Linked DNA regions of Cricetulus griseus: region 1 is linked to region 2. A link is a contact called in public Micro-C data. All regions are on one chromosome and are shown on one strand. Each heading gives the region's core, a stretch centred on a gene start, on an enhancer-like site or on the middle of the called end of the contact. The rest is flanking DNA. Distances are from core to core; before and after follow the strand shown.

Region 1 (6,837 bases), core at 4,180-6,679, 34 kb after region 2:
TGTGCATCATACACATGTGTCTGCGGAAGCCTGATGTCATTGTCTGGTCTTCTTTAGCTGTCTACATTAGTTTTTGAGGTAGAGTCTCACTGAGCCCAGAGCTCACTGGTTGGGTAGACTGGCCAGTAAGCTCTGGGGATCAGCCTATCTGCATCCCCCAAGGCTGGCATTACAGTTGTATGTTTATCATGCCCAACTTTTTACATGGGTGTTGGGGATAAGAATTCTCATCTTATGCTTTCAGAGAAGATACTTTATCCACAGAGCCATCTCTCCATCTCCATTTTAGTCCATTTATCTTAAAATGATGTCTTGAATGCTTGTTTTTATATAGTAGATTCTGTACTAATATGTATGGGTTAATGAGAGGGGCAAACTCCTAAAGCTCTATGCTTAAGGAGTTTCATAGAGATGCAAAGATCTATATCGTTAGATGGTCAGATACAATTGTAAAATGGTCATTGGGGTACTTAGGAATGCACACATTGGCTTCCAGGTATAAGTCTTCTGAATTCTCTGAGGAAGACATCATTGTTTTTCTAAGAAGAGTGAGTGGACCTGAGAAGGTAGTGGGATTGCCCGAGGTCAGGCAGCTGGCACATTATAGAGTCTGGTTTAGTTTGACCGGAAGACTTGCATATTTTCCCTTTGTTCTCTCCAGCAGCCACACCTTGTAAATGAACATGGGTAAAGGAATAAAGAGACCCTAGTTTTCAGAAGTATTGATAGGTTTTTGGAATGTTTGAAATAAATGAGCTTTAACAAGTAGAACTGACATCTCAAAATTTGTAACATTTAATTCTTTATCAGCGTAGTCTCAGAGTAAAAATTAAATACTAACAATATCAGAATAATTATTGTTGTTGCTATTATTTCTGCTTTGGGATTTCTCAAAATCCCCCAGTACTAGGAAGGGACCACCAAATGATCAGGGATGACATCTTTGAAGGTCCTTTTAGCTGAGATCAAAAGGATAAAGAGAAATGAAGTCACCTCATGAGGAGAGCATGCACTTGTGTGGACATGAGTATTACAGGTAATGCAGAGAGTAACTCCAGGTATGACTGGTGAGTAAACTGGGGTCTGGCCCTGGATGGGGAGTTGTTAGAGACCACAGTCAGTCTAGGTTTTAAGCACAATTTGGACTCAGACCATTTCTTTTTCATTTTAACGAACATGTGTCAGTCCATCTGAAGTGGTCCTTTTGGACCCAGGGGCATCACTTGTTTCATGTGCAGGAAGCCAAGCATCTTAGTATTTTCTAGCATGTCAGGAATCTGTGATGATCCTGCAAAGACAATGACATTGAAAACACAGAGGAGAAAAATGTTCTTAGTACATGCTGAATTAAGGATAAAGGAACAATAAAGGAATATAGTCAACCCTTACTGCTCTGAAGCCAATGACTCCAGTGTGGTCAGCTTCTCAGTCTAGCCCTCCCCATACCTCTTGGCATTTCAGTGCTATCAAAAGCACATGCTCCAGGAGATGAGGGGAAAGAGTATAGTTTAAACTCCAAGTAAGTGATTGCCTTGTATTTTAATACTCTTGGTAAAATGCTTATAGGAACAGAAGGTTGAAATAGTCCACAAGAAGGTGTTTGGATTTTGTTGTAAATCTTGACATTCACACTTAGGCAGAGGGCATCTGAGAGAAGGATTTACTGCATGAGGGATTGGCCAGTGTCATTTGAAGACAGGGAGAGAAGTTGGCAGTAGAGCAAAGGAAGTGTGGAATTGTACATTTGTCTTGTCTTCTCCAGATACAGAGTGGGGCAGTGTTGGGCAAATGAATGACCATTCCACAAGCCTGATTCCTTGTGTGTGGGTAGAAGTAATTTGGACTAAAGGTCTCAAACTTTGTTCAGCTGCTTCTACTTATTTCATCCATTTAAATGCTATATGGAAAGTACTTAGGAATTATTGAAATTATTTTTCTTAGAAATTAGTGTTGCTATGCTTTGTCTTAAGACTTCCAAAGGTCCCTTGAGAGAGTCTTTGGTGAAAAGTTTGGGATAGGATTCATTGACTCACTTAAAGTCAAGTCTATGAGTGGGATGGAGGGCTTCATGGATTTTTATGTAAATTGACAATATATTCATAGCCAGACCCAAATTTAAAGCTAGTTATTTATTTATTATGGATCTGAAAATCTAAGGGGCCATTCTTGCTAAGCAGTGTCACCTGTCACTATTGACTTCTGTTGCTCCCCAGCCCAAAGCTATCTTCTTGACAAGGGATTCTTTCTATCTCTGAAATTGGGCAGAAGATGCTGTGCTCTCCATGTTCCATTTTACAAACTTCTGCTTTTCTCTGGAATTCTTTACTGTCTTCATGGTTTCTTTTCCCTTGATAGCATGACACATGGTGGTGACCCTAAAGAACCAGGCCAGCAGGGTTTATATAGTGAGTTCTAGGCCAGGCCTTCATAGTAAGAGCCTAGGGATGGGAAGAAAGGGGAGGGGAGGAGAGGGAAGGTTAGGTTAGATTAGGATTTTAATGCCCACATTATTCAACATTCCTGGCCTTCCTTAACTTACTCATAGTTATTTGCTGGTCTGTAATGCCATAGAAACTAGTAAAGGAATTGCTGCTACACAGTCTTAGTTTCTTAGAGCTTTAAAAAAAGTATTTATTTAATTTTTAATTATGTATATATGTGTGTCTGTGTGTGAGAATGTGCACATGTGTGTGAAGATGGTATTGGATTCAAGCAGCTAGAGTTACTAGCAATTGTGAGCCAACTGATCCCTGCCCCCCAACACACACACACATATCAAGTGGCTTGCACCTATCAGTAACTCCAGCTCCAGGGGATCCCATGCGTCTGGCTTCCTCCAGTAAGTAATATTATGCACATAGCCACCTGCAGACACACACACACCTCCGTAATATTAAAAATAATGAAAATAAGTAAATAAAAAGGTCCAGTGATTTACTGACCATCTCTTTTTCATTGTTGTGGCATCAGACATGACAGAAACAATATAAAAGGAATATTTATTTTGGCTCATGGTTTACTACCCCATCATGGTGGGAATGGTATGGTATAGAATAGCTGCACCCACGACCACAATAGCTCGTGACTGGGGCTTGTTCACAGCTTTTGGGAAAACAGAAAGTATGATTGGAAACTGGTTTGTGGTTTATGTTATTATCCTCATCCCCCACCCCAGTGACCCACTTTACCTGTTAGGCCCCAACCCCCAAAACAGCAAGACCAGCCAGGGATCAAGTGTTAAAATACATAAGCCATGAAGGGCATTTCACATTCAAATCATAATACCATTTTCTTAAAAAAAATACAAGTTCAATTTAAGAAATGCTACAGAAGTGAGTATGACACTTTCCAGCCCTTTGAACATACAAAGCTTATTCCTTGCTGGTTAAATAATACGATCAAGGGAAACAAAAATGGTCACGGAAGTGGATCCACCTTTTAGACATTTGGCACTTTATTTTACAAATGGGCCCATTTGTAATTTTGGCTTATAAAGGCTTTTAAATATTTGGCTTTTTTGAAAAATTTGACAGCCCTTTATGAAGTTATTACATTTGGTGTAGATAGGTGGCTAGATTAGACTATAATAATAATAAAGTGTAATCTGCAGATTGCAAATATCCATATGTATGATTTCTGATTTTTACAGGTTGCCAACAAGTGTTTATGAATTGTACTTGGGCAATGATTTTTTTAGGATGTCAGTTTCTTTTACAAGGAACTAACAACATTGTCCTTTGGAGGGGGAATCATTTTCCATGACCATGAGTCTCTTACTGGCTTCATTCTGCCAGCTGCCAGTGTGGCCAATTTCTAGAAGGCCGAAGCAATGACATTCAATTTTGCTGTTCTTTTACCTAGGTCTTCATGTAAAGTTTTTCAGCCCCCAAACATCCTCAGCATTCTTGCTCTGCCAGGTGACAATTGTGAATACCATAGTAAGAAGTGAGTTGAAGATTTGTCTCATTTACTGCTCTCAAAAAAATAATCCCCCTCCCCCATGGACTTTCAGATCTGAATTACCAAATAGGTTTCATCAGAGAAGAAACATGTACTTAGACATTTAAACATGGAAAGGAGATTGTTAAGTTGGCAGTCACCTGGAATGAGAGGACCAGGTGAAGGCTGCCTGCCTCTGGCTAGGTGACACTGGCCCTCATGAATGTTAAGCTTAAGCAATTAAACTTTAAACATTAAATAAATAGTTGTATATCATAACTGTGTGTATTATAGAGATAATTATATTCCAGAGCAGTTATGTTCTTTGTCTAAACCATGTTAGGAAACCATTACAGTTTTTATTGAAATAAAACTGCAGGATCTGAAAGAAAATCTGGACTACAGTGATTGAAAAGCCTTTGAAATAGTCCAAATTCCCACACAGACTTCTGGAGTCTTGTCACAGCTGCAAGCCTTCGTGGGGAGGCTGTGTGGGTATTTTATACATATTTAGGCACAGGTAGGTGGTTTGTGAGCCAGATGGAGGATGTGATTGTTTCCTATTTTCTTTAGTGAGGTGTTTCTTGTTCCTCTGGGGAAATAAGCTACCCATTTATTTTTCTTCAGTATTTTTAAACTTGGTTACTTATTTTTAAAAATAAATAATCCCTGCTACTGTTTATATGTAGAACCTAAGTACATTTTGAATTTTGTACATTAAAAATTAATTTGTCTCAGAGAGTGCTTAGTAAACACCTACTATGTGCTAGATGTTTACACAATTTTTGTTTTACTTGTAAACTTTTAACAGTGGGCACAGATCTAAATTGTTCTTGTAGTTACACCATAGAACAGGAACTAAGGTGAAAATGGATTTTTGGCCCATGTAGTTTTCTAGCCATTTCTATGTATTCTATTAGAAAATATTTTTTAAAAGTGTTTTGAGTTAAGGAATCAAACCGCTTGCCCAATTTGTGAAACTCTATGGAACCACACACCACCATCAAAAAAAAAAAAAAAAAAGAACATTTGAGATCAGGAATGTGGCCACTCAGTCACCTAATAAAAGGGTGCTTAGCTACACAATCAGGGCAAAGAAACAAAACTATTCACTTGATCGAGGGAGGGCAGTGGCCAGGAGACAGCTCCCCACCCCCAAGATAGAATGCTTCAGAAACATGTTGCCATTAATATTTCAGACAGAACGCGTTCGTTGGTCTGAGCCTGTCGGTCTCCTCTCCTGTCCCCCTTCCTCTCTGCATTCATGTTTTAGTTTGCTCCCAAATGCTCACAAGTCCACGCCAGACGGAAATTCGCAGAGGCCACTCAGGAGGTGCTGGGGAGGAACCCTTGCACTCAGTCCTTCAGGCCTGGTGGGTCCCCAGTCCCTTGCAGCTGGGGACTCACTGCCTCTCCCTACCTCCCCTCGAACCACAGCCCCTCCCCCAGCCTCTAGAGTCGCTTCGAGGCCATCTAGTCATACGCTGTCCATCAGATGTGTTTACTTTCTCCCTGACAGCCGACACATCTGGAGCACATATTCAGGTTACTCCAGTGCCACTAGACACATTCCACAAGATCATTTCAGCGGTTGTTATGGCGATCTTCCTCCCTCCAGTGATTTTCAAGTTGCATGACAGAAATAGCTGGAGCTAACCAGGGGGACAAAAGTCAACGGGATCAGGAAGGGCTTCTTTCACAGAATGAACTAATTAGTGACCCTGCTTTCTTCACAGGGCAATGAGCATATGGTTTAATAAAGTGAGTCTATGACACTTTTTTTTTTCTCTCTCTCTGTAGGCAAAGCTGTCACTGACTGAAAACTGTTCTGTTTTTACTGGTGGGATGTAGTCTTCTGTCTTTCAACAGAGTTTTCTTCACAAGTAGAAAACGTTTGCTCCTGAGAGTTAAACTTCAGAACTTTTTCTTGGCTTAGTACTACCTAATTATAGCAGGTCCTTCAACTTAAAGAGACAGTGTTCTTTTTCTGTGCCTGCCACTGAAAGGGCAGATTTGCCTTGCTCAAGACTAAGTTTTTTCAGTTAAGGTTTTCTACCCAATGTGAATTGGTTCCTAGAAGTTCAGATAAATAGGATATGTTGTTTATTGGGGGTTTCCTATAAAATGTGATCAATATTTCTCACTGGATTAGCTACAGATTTATTTGTTTCAGCGTTTTGTTGAGTACAGTTATAGAATGTATTATTAAAAGGTTTGGTTAAGCAACTCCAGTTCTTATCACAGTTTAAGTAACACTTCTGGTTTTAACTCAGTTTTTTTTCATCTGAGGCTTAATTTTTATATTTCTTCTAGGTTTCTGACAACTTATGGCATAGACACATTGTAGACATTGGAATTTAGACTTGAGATCATTTGTATTATGAAGTATAAATAAACTGCTTGTAGTTTATGATGGATATACAATGCTACAAAACACTGACATCTTTGATTGTTAAATGAAGAGAATAGACATGCCTTAATAAATATTTTTGATTAAGTAGCTTTTGAATATGGATTCAGGGGGTTGGGGAGATGGCTCAGGAGTAATGTGCTTGAAACACATGCTGAGGTTCTCGTTTGAATCTGCAGTAGGCAGATGGACAGATGGATCCTGGGAGCTTTCTGAGCAGTGAGTATTCCTGTACTCTTTATAGAATCTTTGGAAGTAGAGGCCATTACCTGGATTTCACACTTCCAGCTACCAGAGTTCTCTTCTATACACTTGAGCCCACTGTTACCTCTTGCTTTCCTTGTTCCTTTATTGACATTCCTGGCTTTCTTATGTACAGCCCATTTTAGGTTAGTCCCCGGGCATTGGAGTCATGTGAGCAACAATACTTATAATTTCCTTATGGTTGAAATGCATGTGTGTTGACTGAGTTCTCTGAATTCTGAAAA
Region 2 (6,324 bases), core at 2,077-4,576:
TTTTTATAGCAGCAGAAGGAACAAACAAATCCACATTAAAAAAAAAAAAGAGTCTGGAACAATCCCACAATTTAGGGAGAGAAATGAAAGGCACTGACTTACATTCCTGTGGCATGTCTCCTGTAACAGCTGATGGACTGACAGACAGGTGGATTCTCCTGCCTGCCTGTTGTGATACTGCATATCACACTAGCTTTCAAAAATGCACAGGGGGAAAAGGGAAGGTAAACAACTTATAATGAAATTAAAATAGTTTTGACCTCATGGCTCTTTTAGGAGGATCTTGGGAACTGTTGAGTATGCCCAGAATATACTTTTGGAATTCCTGGTGAAGGGTGAAATAGTGTGTCCTATCCCCTCTCAAAGAATGGACTCTTCCCCCATATTCCTATAGCAAACTTGTTTGGCAAAATGGTAATCAGTGCAATACAGTACAATAATTCTGACATACCTCGAGCCTCCCTTGCCCTGAATAAGCTTTTACTTCAATTGAAGAAAAGTAATAGCATACAGACTGAAAATCCAACTTCTATGATTACAGGCACACAAAGAAAAAGGTACAGGTAGAAAAGGTGAGTATTTTGGATAGTGGATAAAAAGCTTTGACTCTTCAGAAGTGAAACTGGACAGATTGAGACTTCAAAGAGAAGAGCCACCAAAGTCCAAGCCCAGAAAGCAGGTTGGCAAGTTAGAGGGACAGAGAGAAAGGCCTCAAGATTTGAGTAGAGTCCAAAAGAAGAATGGGCAAATGCAATGAAGCAGCCGAGTCAGATAGGTTAGGGTCTTGCAGGATACAGGGGTCCTAAGCCTTGTACCAATGGCCACACAAACTTACTGGAGGAGACTATGGCATCTTTCCATCAATTCTGCCACCTTCTTAAAGGCTGCTCTTCAGTCCAACCAATTCTCCACTTTGTAATGACTGCTCAAAAGAGGGGGGGGTAGTTCAATAGACACATCTTACCTCAGATATATTGACTGGCAGCTAACATCAAGAACAGACAATGTGGAACCAATCAGAAGAATATAAATTACATGTTGCTTGATGTAGAAAAATAGTCTACAAGTATAGGTGTGCAGTCAGAAACACTGTGTGAGTACAGTTGTTTGGCAATGGCTGGACTATTACTTCTCCAAAGCGGTATGTGTGAATGGGTTTGTGTGGGTAATCACTTCAAAATTAGCAGCTAGTTTTTCCTCATCTTTTCACGATGCAGGAAAATGCACCAGAACTTGGCTTGTTTCTGGAAAATTCTTGGGATGCTCCTCAGTTGCTCAGAATGAACATTTGGTCATCATTATCCCTTGTGTAATCAGTTTCTGCAAACTACACAATGATGCTACAGTTACGTTTAGGGAATAAGCTCCACACCTTAATCAAGTCATTTAGAGATGAGCCTCCTTGATAACATGTATTTAAACATATGTGGATAAGGGTTAGATACCGAACCTGTAATTTATACCAGTGAGAAAAGTAACTGTCACTCGTTGGGAAATTAGAGATGAATCACATGCCCAAAACACTACAGTATTTACTATAACATGAGAAATATTTACCACACAAATTGTTCCACACCAAAATGATACATAGCATTCACAAATTCTGAAGAGACTAGAACTCTACTTTGCAGGGGCCTAGAAGGAGTCAGGAATTGGACCCAACCAGTAATGGAACTGCAGGTGCTGGCGGCCCTGCTGTAGAAAAAAGAAAGGAAAGAAGGGAGGAAAGATGGAAGAAAGAAAGAGAGAAAGAAAGAAAGGAAAGAAGGAAGCAAGCAAATTGGATCCACTATATGAATAAGCTAACTTACATTCTCAGGCCAGCTGTTGCTACTTGGGATCTAGTCAGGCATGGATCCTGAAAAAAAAAAAAGCTTAACTATTGTGAAAATGTACATTAAACTTATGACTGTATAGGAAAAAAAAAAACCTCCTTAATTCCAAGGCTACATATTTTCGAAGGAATTTATTTCTGACCCCTGAATGAAATTATGCAGTCTCTCCCTCTGCTTGGGGAAGAGAGAAAGGACTGAGGGAAGCTTTTTTTTTTTTTTCTCTCTCTCTCTTTTCAGGAAGAAACAGTAATCAATCCTGTTGTTCAGCCAACCAAATCTTCACGGATTCTCTGATCTGTTAGAGCTCAGAGACTATGCTAGAATCCCGTGCCTTCCTCCCGAGACAGATAAGCAAAAAGTTTGCTCTAGCGATGATAAATCTGCACAAGGCAGAGATGGTTTTGGCACCCAGTGTACATTAGAAAGATGAGGATGAGTAAGGCCTCCTCCCCCACCCCGATCTGGGTTTTGCTTCCATTTAAGAGATACCCTTCAGCTGCTGGCGGGTGCGCACCAAGCCTGCCTCCTGTGTCCCTGTCTCCGGACAGGGCATTTTGGTTCAGCTGAGTGTCACCCCACGTGTGACTGGTGTCCGCCGCCGCGGGCGCCCGCTCGAGTGGCAGTCTCCTTCCTCTCCCCCGCCCCGCTGCAGTTCCAGGCCCAGACCTAGGAAAGGGGAAGGAAGCCCTGGCCGCAAGCCGCCGTCTGGGCCGGCACCAAACACGCGGCTCTCAGAAACTTTTTGCCCCCAGCTGTGCGCAACTTTCTGCCGGGAGTCCGCGCTTCGCGGTCCTCAGTCTGGGTCCCCGGGCTTCCGCCCTGGCGCTGTGCGGGGCTGACGGAGCTGGGCCGAGCGGACCGAGAACCCGAACAGCCCGGAGCCGAGGCGCTGCGCCGCAGTCGGAATAAAGTTCGCGCCCTCGGCTCGGCGTCTCGCAGCCTTCCCTCTCCCCTCCCCGCTACTCGCGTTTGTTTTTTTTTTTTTTTTTTCCTTGTTGACAGCTGGGCGCTGGCGGCCACCTCCACTTCCACGCCCGCACCCCCCGGGGGGCGCCAAAGTTGTTTTTCCATCCACGGAAGGGGGGGTAGCGAGGTGGGGGTGGGGGTGAGGAATACACATCTTCTAAGAAGCCCCTAGAAAGCGCGAGGACGACAAACAAAACTGGCGGCAAACACTGTAGTCTGGACAGTTGTGCGGAGAGCAGAAACTTGTGCTGGCGTGGTCGCCGGTCGGTCCCCCCAGCGCCGCCGCGCGCACCCCCACCCCGCCTCGCCAGCGGCAGCCCCCCTCCCGGACAGTCCGTTCCCGTTTTTTCTTTTCTCCTCCGGCCCGGGGAGGAGCGGGGCAACTCGGAGCGCCGGCTCGGGGGAGCGAGCGCGACCCTGGGCGCGGGTGTAAATCAGTCACCTGAGCGCCGAGGGGCCGCAGCGAGGGCGCGCGCGGGCGGGCGGGCGGCGGGCGGGCGGGGAGTGGCGCGGGCGGCGAGCGCGGCCCGGAGCGACCGGGCGGGGGAGGGAGCAGGCCGAGCGAGCGGCGAGCTGAGGCGGCCGAGGGGCTGGTCCAGGCGCGGCCGCTAAGAGGAGACCAAGAGGCGGGGGCTGCACTTGACAACCAGCATGCCGAGATGGTAAGAAGTTTCCACCTCCTCTCCGCCCGCTTGCGTCTGCACTTGGTAGGGACAGACCCGGGCGGGACGCCCCGGGGCCGCGGCGGGCCGCGCTCTCCTCTAGCGCCGCGGCGCGAGGAGGCGGGCAGCCGGCGACGCTCCCGAAATCCACCCCCACACCCCAACTTGGCCCCAAGTTCGCGAGGCGGCTGCGGGAGGGTGGGAGGGCTGGCGGGCTAGGGCTCCCCGCGCCTTAGGTGAGCGGCCGGCTGTCGCGGGCTCTGGGGATTGGGAGCCCTCGGGGAGGGCGCGGGACGAGGGGACGCGGGATGCACGGAGCGGCGGGCAGCCGCGACAACTTTCCCAACTTGGCCGGCGTGGGCAGAGCCCGAGCTGCGGCTGGGCGTGGGTGCCCGGGGCGCGGCCCGCGTGGGTACCGCAGCGATGTCCGCGGGAGCGGCTGCCGAGGACGCGGACGCCGCCAGTCAAATCCCGCTAGACAGACACGTGTGTGCTTTCCCAAAGTGCGGTTCTGAAGCAGCCGGCCCACTGCACTTACACACCGACTGGACCGTGGCATCTGAGGCGTGAAAGGGGGACACGATTTTTTTTAATGTGGGAGGGGGGCTCAAGACAAAACTATCTCCCTTGGGGCGAGGCGAAGATTTCAAAAAACTTGTAGGTGCAAATGGTGGAGGAAAAGAGATGGCGCACTGGGACTCCAGCACAGCCCCTCGAAGGGACCACTTCTCTGCATCGAGGGAAGCAGGCAATTAGTTCACCCGGTGATGAGCCATGATGTCCATGATGTCCGCTTTCGGGAGGTCATTTGTTAGAAATGGGGCTTACCCACTCCTTTCCTTGGAGTTCCCTACCACCCAGTGTCGCTGTTGTTACCCCCACTTGGGGGCTCTGATATGCAGTGGGCCCTATGTAGGTGGGATGTATAAGAAACGGGGTGATAGCAGGTTGACATTTTTCCCCCTACCCTTCCCCCTGATGTGACATCTCTTGTTTCAGAGATCAAAGTCACAACTGGAATGTAGGAGAAGGTACTGTCAAATGCACACATACAAAATGCACCCATGACTGCGGTTACAGTAATGCTGACAGAAATTAAAGAGGTTTTGAAAGCAGAATGCGATTTATGATGCTTCCCATTTACCCTAGAGTCAAGCTGTTGTAAAACTGATGTACAAAAGACATCATAAAATAATCCTGTGTACCCAGGATTAAAGTGGCAGAAAGTGGCCTATTTTATTATTTTTTTTTATGTACTTCGTGGGCAGTTGTAGTTGTTGGAGCCTGTGTTTAAGTGAGGCATCAAAACAAAATGAGAAATATATCTGTTTAGGGCTAGAGACTTTCTTGTTAGGGCATTTTACACAAGGACAGCATAAAAGCCAGCTGTGCGTGTTTTTCTTCCTCTGGCCAGTATTTCTATTTGTCTACAGATCTATTCCCCTATCACAGTCATTTTTCGTGGTAGCTGAGTCCATTTGTCTTCCACTGTTTTGTATTCTGCACTTTTCCATGTTTTTGTGTATAGACATGCATGCCCTAAGTGGAAGAATTTGTTTCTGGCACTAAGTGTTGTTGCTCTGAAGATGCCCTCTAGTACTGAGCCTTGTACAAGTTTGATGGGACGTCCTTTCACCCTTTGGAATCAGGCGCCTGAGAATCCCTTGTGAACCCTTAAAGGCTCTGTGTCTTAGATCATATGTGCAGCCGATTCATTTAAACTTGTTCAGTCTTAATGAAGTTCTGTATTGTAGGCACTCTTTCTGTTCCCGGGGAGCAGTGTATTTAACATCCAGATTGCCGATCACTTTACCAAAAAGCAGGACTAGGCAGTTTATCCGAGGGAAGGACTAGGAAACTTAAATCTGAAATTTGTCTAGAGGATCTTCCCCAGCATGTCTGAAATGCACCCCCCCCCCAATCCAGTGACAATATTGTTGGGTTGTGTTTGCATGTAAAACTTTGGGTAAAAATCAACCTTGTGGGATTTTTAAAATAAATATTGCATAAATATTAATAGCGGTAGTGCATTGCTAATACCTGATTTTTTTCTTCCCTCTACCTGAGGTGTAAGTTATCTGTCAGGCAGGGCTATGTGATTACAAAAAGAAGCAGACAAAAGCAGAGCTGACTGTTGCTGTATTAAAATGTAAGTGTTACAGTTTGAATTTTCAAGTGAGAGTTTTTGAGTTCAGTGCTTTACATAACATTTTGTCCTAATCTTGCTTGCTGTCAGGGATGTTTCATGGTTGTGCAATTGCTGCAGTCAAGAATGCCAATTTGCATTCCAGGAGTGTCATTTGATTACTTTTATCTGTGAAGCTCCAAGACCGGCCCAGACCTCTCGTTTCATCTTGCCATGTCACGAGTCAATGCTGTGTCGTCTTTTCAAAAATCTGCCTGATTTAGACAAGAAAGAAAAGTACTTTCATGTTGCAGCCGCAGTCCCCTGCTAACTTGTCAGCAGCAGGATATGATTCACTTGGGCCCAGAAGAATGGAACAGAGAGGCGGGTTAGGCGGTTCAATAAAGCCCACGGACAGGTAGTGTGTGACATCCCCAGAGAGCTGCAGTTAATGAAGAACAGGTCTGCTTAGTTCTCCACACGCTGACCTGGTGCTGTCCCCACAGTTTTCTCATTTGATCTTTCCCAGCAAATTGATCTTTTCTTGTATTTTTTTGCCTTCCAAGTTAGTCCTTGAGGGACTGAAATTAGCAGAGCAACTTAAGTTGGATAATACAGCTGTTGAGAAAAGAAGAAATTGGACACTGGCACAAAAAAAAAGGAGGGTGGGGGTGAGAGAGAAGAGGGAGCTATTCTTTTTGTTGTTGCTGGGAATATTTCCTATATTAAGGGAGTC

The links. A called contact is a pair of places that touch in the nucleus more often than the background predicts.
Region 1: a Micro-C map of the CHO-K1 cell line shows a contact between it and region 2, with 2.2 times the contacts expected there. The contact joins the enhancer-like site here to the promoter of Bnc2 in region 2. A contact is called at or near these places in 2 of 8 Hi-C or Micro-C datasets (both in the CHO-K1 cell line).

The regions. Positions count from the first base shown.
Region 1 is chr2:63,210,027-63,216,863 of CriGri-PICRH-1.0, forward strand. All of the region lies in intron 1 of Bnc2 (zinc finger protein basonuclin-2), which reads left to right. Among named protein-coding and RNA genes, the nearest start is that of Bnc2, 32 kb to the left of the region's middle. Within about 2 kb of position 5,430, at least 3 of the 6 cell types and tissues checked have open chromatin away from gene starts, as enhancers often do. A contact at or near this core is called in the CHO-K1 cell line, where this site is marked.
Region 2 is chr2:63,178,012-63,184,335 of CriGri-PICRH-1.0, forward strand. It overlaps Bnc2 (zinc finger protein basonuclin-2), which reads left to right and starts at 3,327. Exons shown (of 9, transcript XM_035439817.1): 1 at 3,327-3,463. The coding sequence starts at 3,461.